Linked DNA regions of Mus musculus: region 1 is linked to region 2. The links are chromatin contacts, called in public HiChIP or PLAC-seq maps. All regions are on one chromosome and are shown on one strand. The core of a region is the stretch at or near the end of the contact, and the rest is flanking DNA. Distances in the headings are between cores, read along the strand shown.

The links. HiChIP or PLAC-seq counts read pairs in DNA pulled down with a chosen protein or histone mark.
Region 1: a contact with region 2 is called in an H3K4me3 HiChIP or PLAC-seq map of bone marrow-derived macrophages, with 5 times the contacts expected there. The contact joins two enhancer-like sites. A contact is called at or near these places in 1 of 484 Hi-C or Micro-C datasets (ECoMG-derived neutrophils), 3 of 115 datasets of contacts at active chromatin or transcription factors (bone marrow-derived macrophages, extraembryonic endoderm stem cells and pancreatic cancer cells) and 1 of 9 other capture datasets (embryonic stem cells).

The regions. Positions count from the first base shown.
Region 1 is chr12:54,403,171-54,406,591 of GRCm38.p6, reverse strand. Gm46328 (a long non-coding RNA gene) reads right to left here. Exons shown (of 4, transcript XR_001780528.1): 3 at 1,628-1,950; 4 at 936-1,286. Among named protein-coding and RNA genes, the nearest start is that of Gm46328, 4.7 kb to the right of the region's middle. Within about 2 kb of position 1,306, at least 99 of the 459 cell types and tissues checked have an H3K27ac peak or open chromatin away from gene starts, as enhancers often do. A contact at or near this core is called in ECoMG-derived neutrophils and bone marrow-derived macrophages, where this site is marked.
Region 2 is chr12:54,161,079-54,164,807 of GRCm38.p6, reverse strand. No RefSeq gene overlaps it. Among named protein-coding and RNA genes, the nearest start is that of Gm40424, 14 kb to the left of the region's middle. Within about 2 kb of position 1,812, at least 182 of the 459 cell types and tissues checked have an H3K27ac peak or open chromatin away from gene starts, as enhancers often do. A contact at or near this core is called in ECoMG-derived neutrophils and bone marrow-derived macrophages, where this site is marked.

The sequences.
Region 1 (3,421 bases), core at 57-2,556, 240 kb before region 2:
GTCGTAATGCCTTGGGAGCCAAGGAGAAAGAACTACTAAAGATTTACCAATTTGTCTTTTGACTTGAGGCACCGCCATATTTTACATTATTCTGAGTGTGATAGCCTAGGGATGAACATGATCGCAACTCATTTTTGTTGAGAGAACTAGGGAGGTTCAGCAAGTGAGCGGCAGAGCTGTCCTAAAATGGTTCCTAAATTGTTTCAAGAAATTGGATGAGGAGAATCTCTGATGGAGAACTTGAAAGTTGTCATGGAGACGTCTCTCCTTAATTCGTGCAGAGATGAACGTATAAGTTAGGGGTTGGTAGCTCATCTGGATTAAGTATTCGTTTTCTGAGAAGGGCTTGTTGGAGAAAACTTGGAGTCTGGTGACCTCCAGAGACAGTGAAGGACTTGTATGTGAAATCTCTTCTAAAAAACATATATGTGTACACACACACACATACACACACACACATACTCATATACATATGTACATACATATGTATGTGTGCACATATGTGTGTATACACATGCACGTGCACACACACATGTATATCTATACACACACATATGTATATATATGACAGGATATGTGACTAATGAATCAGGGTTTCAGGCAGATAGATGGGGAGAGAAGTACCATGTGGTGGGGCTAAGACGCGAGTAATTGTGAACCCGATAGCAGTGCTTTGACGGAGCACGAGGGGAGGCCATGATAGATGAATAAAAGGATGAACTGGGGAGTGGAGTGGGATTTGCCACCAGGCTGACAGGAGGGCCAGATAAGCAAAGGTGAAGGAGACACACTGGAACGAGAAAATGAGTGATCAGCACTGTGGTTTTAAAGTTGGTCCTTCCAGCTGGGAGATAAAGAAGCAGTCTGGCCAGGGGCTAGAATTGGGTGTGAGGTTTAAGATTTCCCAAAAGAAAAATGGATACAAGACAGTCACAGACTTTTCTCATACTTTGTTTTTGCAACCACAAAACCTCAGGACTTCACCTGGGGTTTAACCTTGGAACGGCACGGGGAGGGTCCTCGCACCCAGGGCTGCTGTCGGGAGGTTTCACAATCCAGTTTCTCCAAGAGAGCGAAGCTGTTTAGGGGGTGATCTGCACAAGGTGCTGAATCCCAGGGACCCTGATTAGAGCAGATGTCGCTGCGGGAACTGAGTCTAGACATGGAAATTGTGTCCCTAATCTCCCGAATCCCTCTTTTTCTACATTCTCTGAAGACGCTGTTTCTGTCAACATTCACTGTGGGAGCCAAGCCGGAAACACGTGTGCAATCAGCAGCCGCAGCATCTACAAAGAGTTATGAAATCCGTTCAAAAATAGCCCGCTTGCCCCATAGGCATGCAAAGCAGCCTGCCAGCCAGGGCGAACGTGTCAGGCAGCAGATTTTCTCCAGCATTTCAAGAGGCTTCCAGTGACCTGCCACACTCAGGGGCCAGGGAGATCAGGGCTGGTCAGAAACACTCAGAGGGGGCCCGAGCCCATGAACAGAGCCCCTGGCGCAGCTTCGGGCATCAGCTCTTGCTTCTAGAGAGGCACTGCACAGCTTCCTCAAACCTGCCAACCTCTTGTCCTCAGCCCCAGTGGGTAACATTTATTTGGGTTAAAAATCTAGTGTCCCATAATATTACCTGAGGCAAGATGCTAAACCGCCGGACACCTTCTTAGAATCCACTGACTGGCCTCATTGCAGGGTCAGCGGAAACATTTTAATCCAGTGCTTCTCTGAGAGCTAGAAAAGTGATTCGGCCAGGATGGTCAGAGCATCACGGATGGCGGGGCTTGCATATGTGAGCCCACAGACTACAGGGTGACAGACAGAGGCTTGCCCGGAGCAGGGCAGGAGCTGTCTGTGTTCTTTCATAGACTGCTTACTGCTCTTCGAGCCTTGGCTGCGGGTCTCTTCAGGTCTCTTACTTTGGCCTTCTCTGGAGACAGGGATGGCCCTCTCTTCCTGAACTCCACCCATGAAGGGGAAAAAAGTAGGACACAAAGAACTAGGCTTCAGTCTCCCATGATCTCAAAACAAAGGGCACTCACAAACGTCTGGGGTTGGGGGTGTGTATTTCTTTTCTTTCCTTTTAAAAAACTCTTTTTTTTTTTTTTTTTGACAATTTCATATGTATAATGTATTTTGGCTATTTTCACGCCCATTACTCTGTTTCATGCCCTCGCCCTCTGCCACTGAAATGCATATTCCCAACAACTTCCTCTCCTACTTTTAAGTCCTTTTGTATAAGTGACTCACTGGGTTTAATTATGGTTGCTTGCGTGAGTATGGGTGATGGGTGGTTCACTGGAGCACAGATAATGTATCAGTGGCTACACTGCTGAAGAAAATGACTTCCTCCATACCTCTACCCTTCACATCACCCCCACCCCTGCTCTCTTCCCCAACAACTATTAACTGCTAAGTGTCCCTCAGGGAGAGGTAGGGGCCTCATGAGCCCTCTGCTGTCCATGACTTATGGTATGCTGACAGGCTCAAGCTGGTGTAGGTCTCATGGGTGGAACAATAGCTGCTGGGAGTTCATGAGTGCAGTGGTCATCTATGTCTAAGAAAGTTTCACAGCACTCCCCGCTACCCTCCAGTTCTTAGGCTCTTCCTTCTCCTTCGTGATTTTTCAGAGCCATTTAGGGTTGAAAATTCAAGTCACTTATTCTCAGTACTTTCTGACCAGTTAAGAATCTCTGCATCACAAATGTCTCTTGCCCAGGCTGAAAACAGCACCAATCAAGGGTGTCCAGGTAAGTATGTAGAACACAGATTGACAATGTATCCACTTAGAAAAACAGCAGTGGTAGGAGCAACCCCTGTGCGCTTGACCTATTCTTGGTTAAGTTTATAGCACAAGACAGTAGTTCCCTACTGTAAAGCAGTCCTCAAATCCAAGTGTAGAGTGGTTGGTTACCCCCCACGATGGTTGTGCCACTGGTGCACAAGCATCCACGGTTTGCCTGGCAGGTCTTTACTGTAACTTAAAGGGCTCACAGTTAGCTACACTGTTGATGGTTTTTCTCCCTCAGCAGCCTGCACAGCCATGAAAGCCAACTAGCAAAGAGGAAACTTCTAACTCAATTTCAACTTGTTTTCTCTATGTCTTATAGCAAAAGAATGTGATGTGTTTGGTAATAGCGTCTTACCATTTAGTCTGGTGGGCAATCAAGAACAATGGCAATAGCATGTATGGCTTGGAGGATATTTGAGGGCTCCCCGACCAACATCTCATAGGAAGGCATTCCACAGCTGGCACTAGGATTTCCACTTAATAACTTATGGCTTATGGGAAGAATACTATCCACCAATGCAGGGTGCCTCCATTTAATTTTTTTTCTAATTTATATTTCTAATAAGACAATAAAATAGTAGGTTTCCCTTATATCTTTTTCATATATTCTTACTTTGGGTTAAACCTTCCCCTTAT
Region 2 (3,729 bases), core at 563-3,062:
AAGGTTACGGTGATGGAGTAGCATAACAGGACTGGACTCCAGACCTCCAGGTCCTTGTGGTCTCTGTTCCTTCCTGCAGAGTGGATGGCAAATAAAGATCACGAATAGAGTCGGGAGAGGCAAGCTTAAGCTGCTGCATATTTAAATTTTCTCTCCCCCTGTTGGGTTATTCACAAGTGTTCCAGGGCCAGCCTCCTAAAGGAGTGCTCCTTACTCAGTAACAGCTATGCGTGCAGAAGCCGCAGCTTTGTCCTTGAATGCTTTCTTGCTGCTTAAATAGGATTTTCTTTGCCTGCCTCATAAGACTGAGGAGGGACTTTGGGTTTCTATGCAACATTGGCCTCGAGGGCGTGAGATGTTTGGAGGTATATTCCCCGCCTTAAGGTAGAGTTGAACAGCACCGGTTGTTTGGAGCAGACAACACTGGAATGCAGTTTGGAGCCTTTAGCCAGTGTGCCTGATACCTCCCTGTGTTCCTGGGTCACATACACTTTCTAGGGATGAAAGGGAACACTCACTGCCTTTTCTTCTTGACACACTTAGATTCCTACCCCGTGACACACAGCCTTCAGCCTACTTAACAGTGTGAACAACTGTGTTGAAATAAGACTAAAAAAAAACTTTGATCTTTGGTGATTTCCCCACTTAAGACAAGTAACCTTTCTCCTGGAAGCCTTTCTCCTAACTCCTGGGAGTTAACTCTTACATTTCTGAGTGCCTTTATTTTCCCTTTCTTATTATTTTGGGGGACAGGGTATGCTTTTCCAAGTCAGGGTTTCTCTGTATAGCCTTGGCTGTCCTGGAGCTCACTCTGTAGACCAGGCTGGCCTCACAAAGATCCACTCGATTCTTCCGAGTGCTGGAATTAAAGGTGTATGCCACTCCAATTGACTCTTGGGAACATTTATAGAGGTCATTTTGTGATTCTTTTTAAAAAGACATCTCTGGTTTTAGGGAATACTGTTGTAGCTTATTGATAATGTTTTACCAACTTGAGAAAGATTGCTCTAGGAGTGGATAAATACTCAGCTGATTAAAACACTACACAATTCGGGATGTCTCATGTTTGTGAGTGATGTGTGTGTGTGTGTGTGTGTGTGTGTATGTGTGTACATGTGTGTGTGTGTGTGTGTGAGTGATGTGTGTGTATGTGTGTATATGTGTGTGTGTGTATATGTGTGTGTGTGTGTGTATGTGTGTATGTGTGTGTATGTGTGTATGTGAGTGATGTGTGTGTATGTGTGTGTGTAGATGTCAAAAGGTAACTTGGGATTAAGGTGTAGAAGAGCCTTTTGTCTATTGAGGACTTCTGAGGAAGAGGACTGAAGAGAGGAGGGGACTGGACATACTGTGTTGGTCTCTCACTGGTCTGGAGTAGCTGCCGGCAGCTCTAGGAAGCTTCTCTTGTTCCTCTTGACCTGACCCAAGCTGGGGGTGGCCCAGAAAGCAGTGGGAACTTGGGAAAGGATCTAAGGATTCACCAACTATCGATTTGGGAAATTTCATTGGGTGTGTGCCATAAAATGCTGGAAGGCGGACTTTCCCAAGAAACCTTTTCTGTAGACTTTTTTTTTTTTTTTTAAATAAATGGCTTGAAAAGGTAATATCCAATCAAACGGGAATGCCTCAATTCTGAAAAGGTGGGGAGGAAGGACAAACTGCTCCCCCGCCCCGTACTTGGCAGTGTCTTGCTTTGGGGAGTGCCCTGCCTCAGCAAATTCTCCGATTCTGGGCTCCGGAGCTGCGGAGCTGCGCTGTCTCTGCCAGCTCTCGTACAGCACGCACGCCCCGTGCATTGGCTTGGTCATTTCCTCCTATTTTTCTGCTTATTCATCCTGTGGCCTGTGTTCCCCTTGACAGACTTTCCCCCCACCCTCCTGTGGGGAGAGATAACATTCTCGGGAGGGACTTTAATCCATCTGATAAGTTCTATTTTTAGCCAAGCCTTTCCTCCTGGCTTCTAACTTTCAGAGGCTCACACACTTCCGAGCCTCCTTTGGCGTTCGTTCTTGCCGTCTTGCGTACTCTTGTGCCTGGGGTTTCCTAACAGACTGTAGTTGAGTGGGGAGCGGGGAAGGTGAATTGACTTCCAGGGCAGGGACACTTTCTCCTGGGTGTGGGGCGCTGTTTTTAGCAGGGCCATTCACTCTTACCTACCTCCTGCTTCCCCTCCAGGCTGTCCACGAATTTCCTTTTGTCAGTAAATTTATGTTATCTTGATAAAGGACACCCATTAAAAAAAAACAAGACAGCTGTGACTTTCGATGATTAGCACAAGGGTCTGGCAGCTAAGATGCCTGCCTGTAGCTACTAAGACTTCTACAGAATGACAACTTAATCTGCAGCCTTTGCATTAAGATTTAATCAAAGCAGCCAGTGTCCGTCCCTCCCCCGCCCCCCCCCCCCCCGTTCCCCATGTCCCCGTCCCCCCCCCCCCATATGAGGGGAGAAGTTTTGGGTTTGCTGTCACATGATCTCTGCCTGTTGCTTTCCCAGATAAGGATATGGGAATAAACTTACCTCAGTACTTTATATAAATGTGTTCTTTTTCTCCTTTTAATCCTTTGGCCCAGAATGGCCCCCCCTCAAATATATATATAAAACAGAAACTCTTCTGACAAGACTACAGAGCTTGAAAAGGAGAATGGGGTATCCCCCTGCCCCAGGAGTGCTCCTGGGAACATTGCTGCCAGGCAATTTAAACTTCAGGACCTCGACTTCATTTACTCTCAGTGGACCAGTTGTCTCTCGAGGCTCACTTAGCTCTGTCACCATCATGACTATTGTTGTGTTTTATAAGATGATGTAGTATAGTGCGGCTGGAGGGAGCACCTCAGTGGTCCCTGCCAAGGAGTCTTGGGATCAAGTCACATGACAGGCCTAGAACAAAAGAAGTTTATTGGGGGAAGGGAGCCAGGGAACGGAGCAGCAGGGTGCCTGGGATGGGGTTAGAGGCAGAGGAAGGCAGGTGGGACAGAAAGGGAAAGGAGAGGGGAAGAGAAGGAGAGGCCAGCCTGGAACATGTAGGGGAGGGGGGTGGAGACACAGAGAGGTAAGATAGAGGGATGGAGGAGAGAGAGAGAGAGAGAGAGAGAGAAGCCAAGTAGTCCTTATACTGCTGGCTCCTGGCTGAACCCAGGGTGGAGATGTAGATTGTTGCTAGGTAACTGTTGGGCAGAGCCTAGAGGAATTGCGGACACCTAGGACCACTATAATACTGCAAGTGGCATTGGTAAATGGGTTAGCTTTATAGGGTGGAACACACTTATCAAATGACTTACTACCAGTAAAATTTGTATAGCTTATGGTGTGGTGGCTTACAGGTTCAGAGGTTCAGTTCATTATCATCAAGGTGGGAACATGGTAGCATCCAGGCAGGCATGATGCAGGAGGAGCTGAGAGTTCTACATCTTCATCTAAAGGCTGCTAATACAAGATTTCTCTCTCTCTCTTTCTTTCTTTCTTTCTTTCTTTCTTTCTTTCTTTCTTTCTTTCTTTTCTCTTTCTTTCTTTCTTTCTTTCTTTCTATTAGATATTTTCTTTATTTACATTTCAAATGTTATCCCCTTTCCTGGTTTCCCCTCAAAAAAAAAAAAAAAAAAAACCCTATCCTATCCCCCTCCCACCTCCCCCACCCCTGCTTCCCCTGCTCACCAACCCACCCATTCCCACTTCCCTGTCCTGGCATTCCCCTTCAATGGGACATCGAGCCTTCTCAGGACCAAGGGC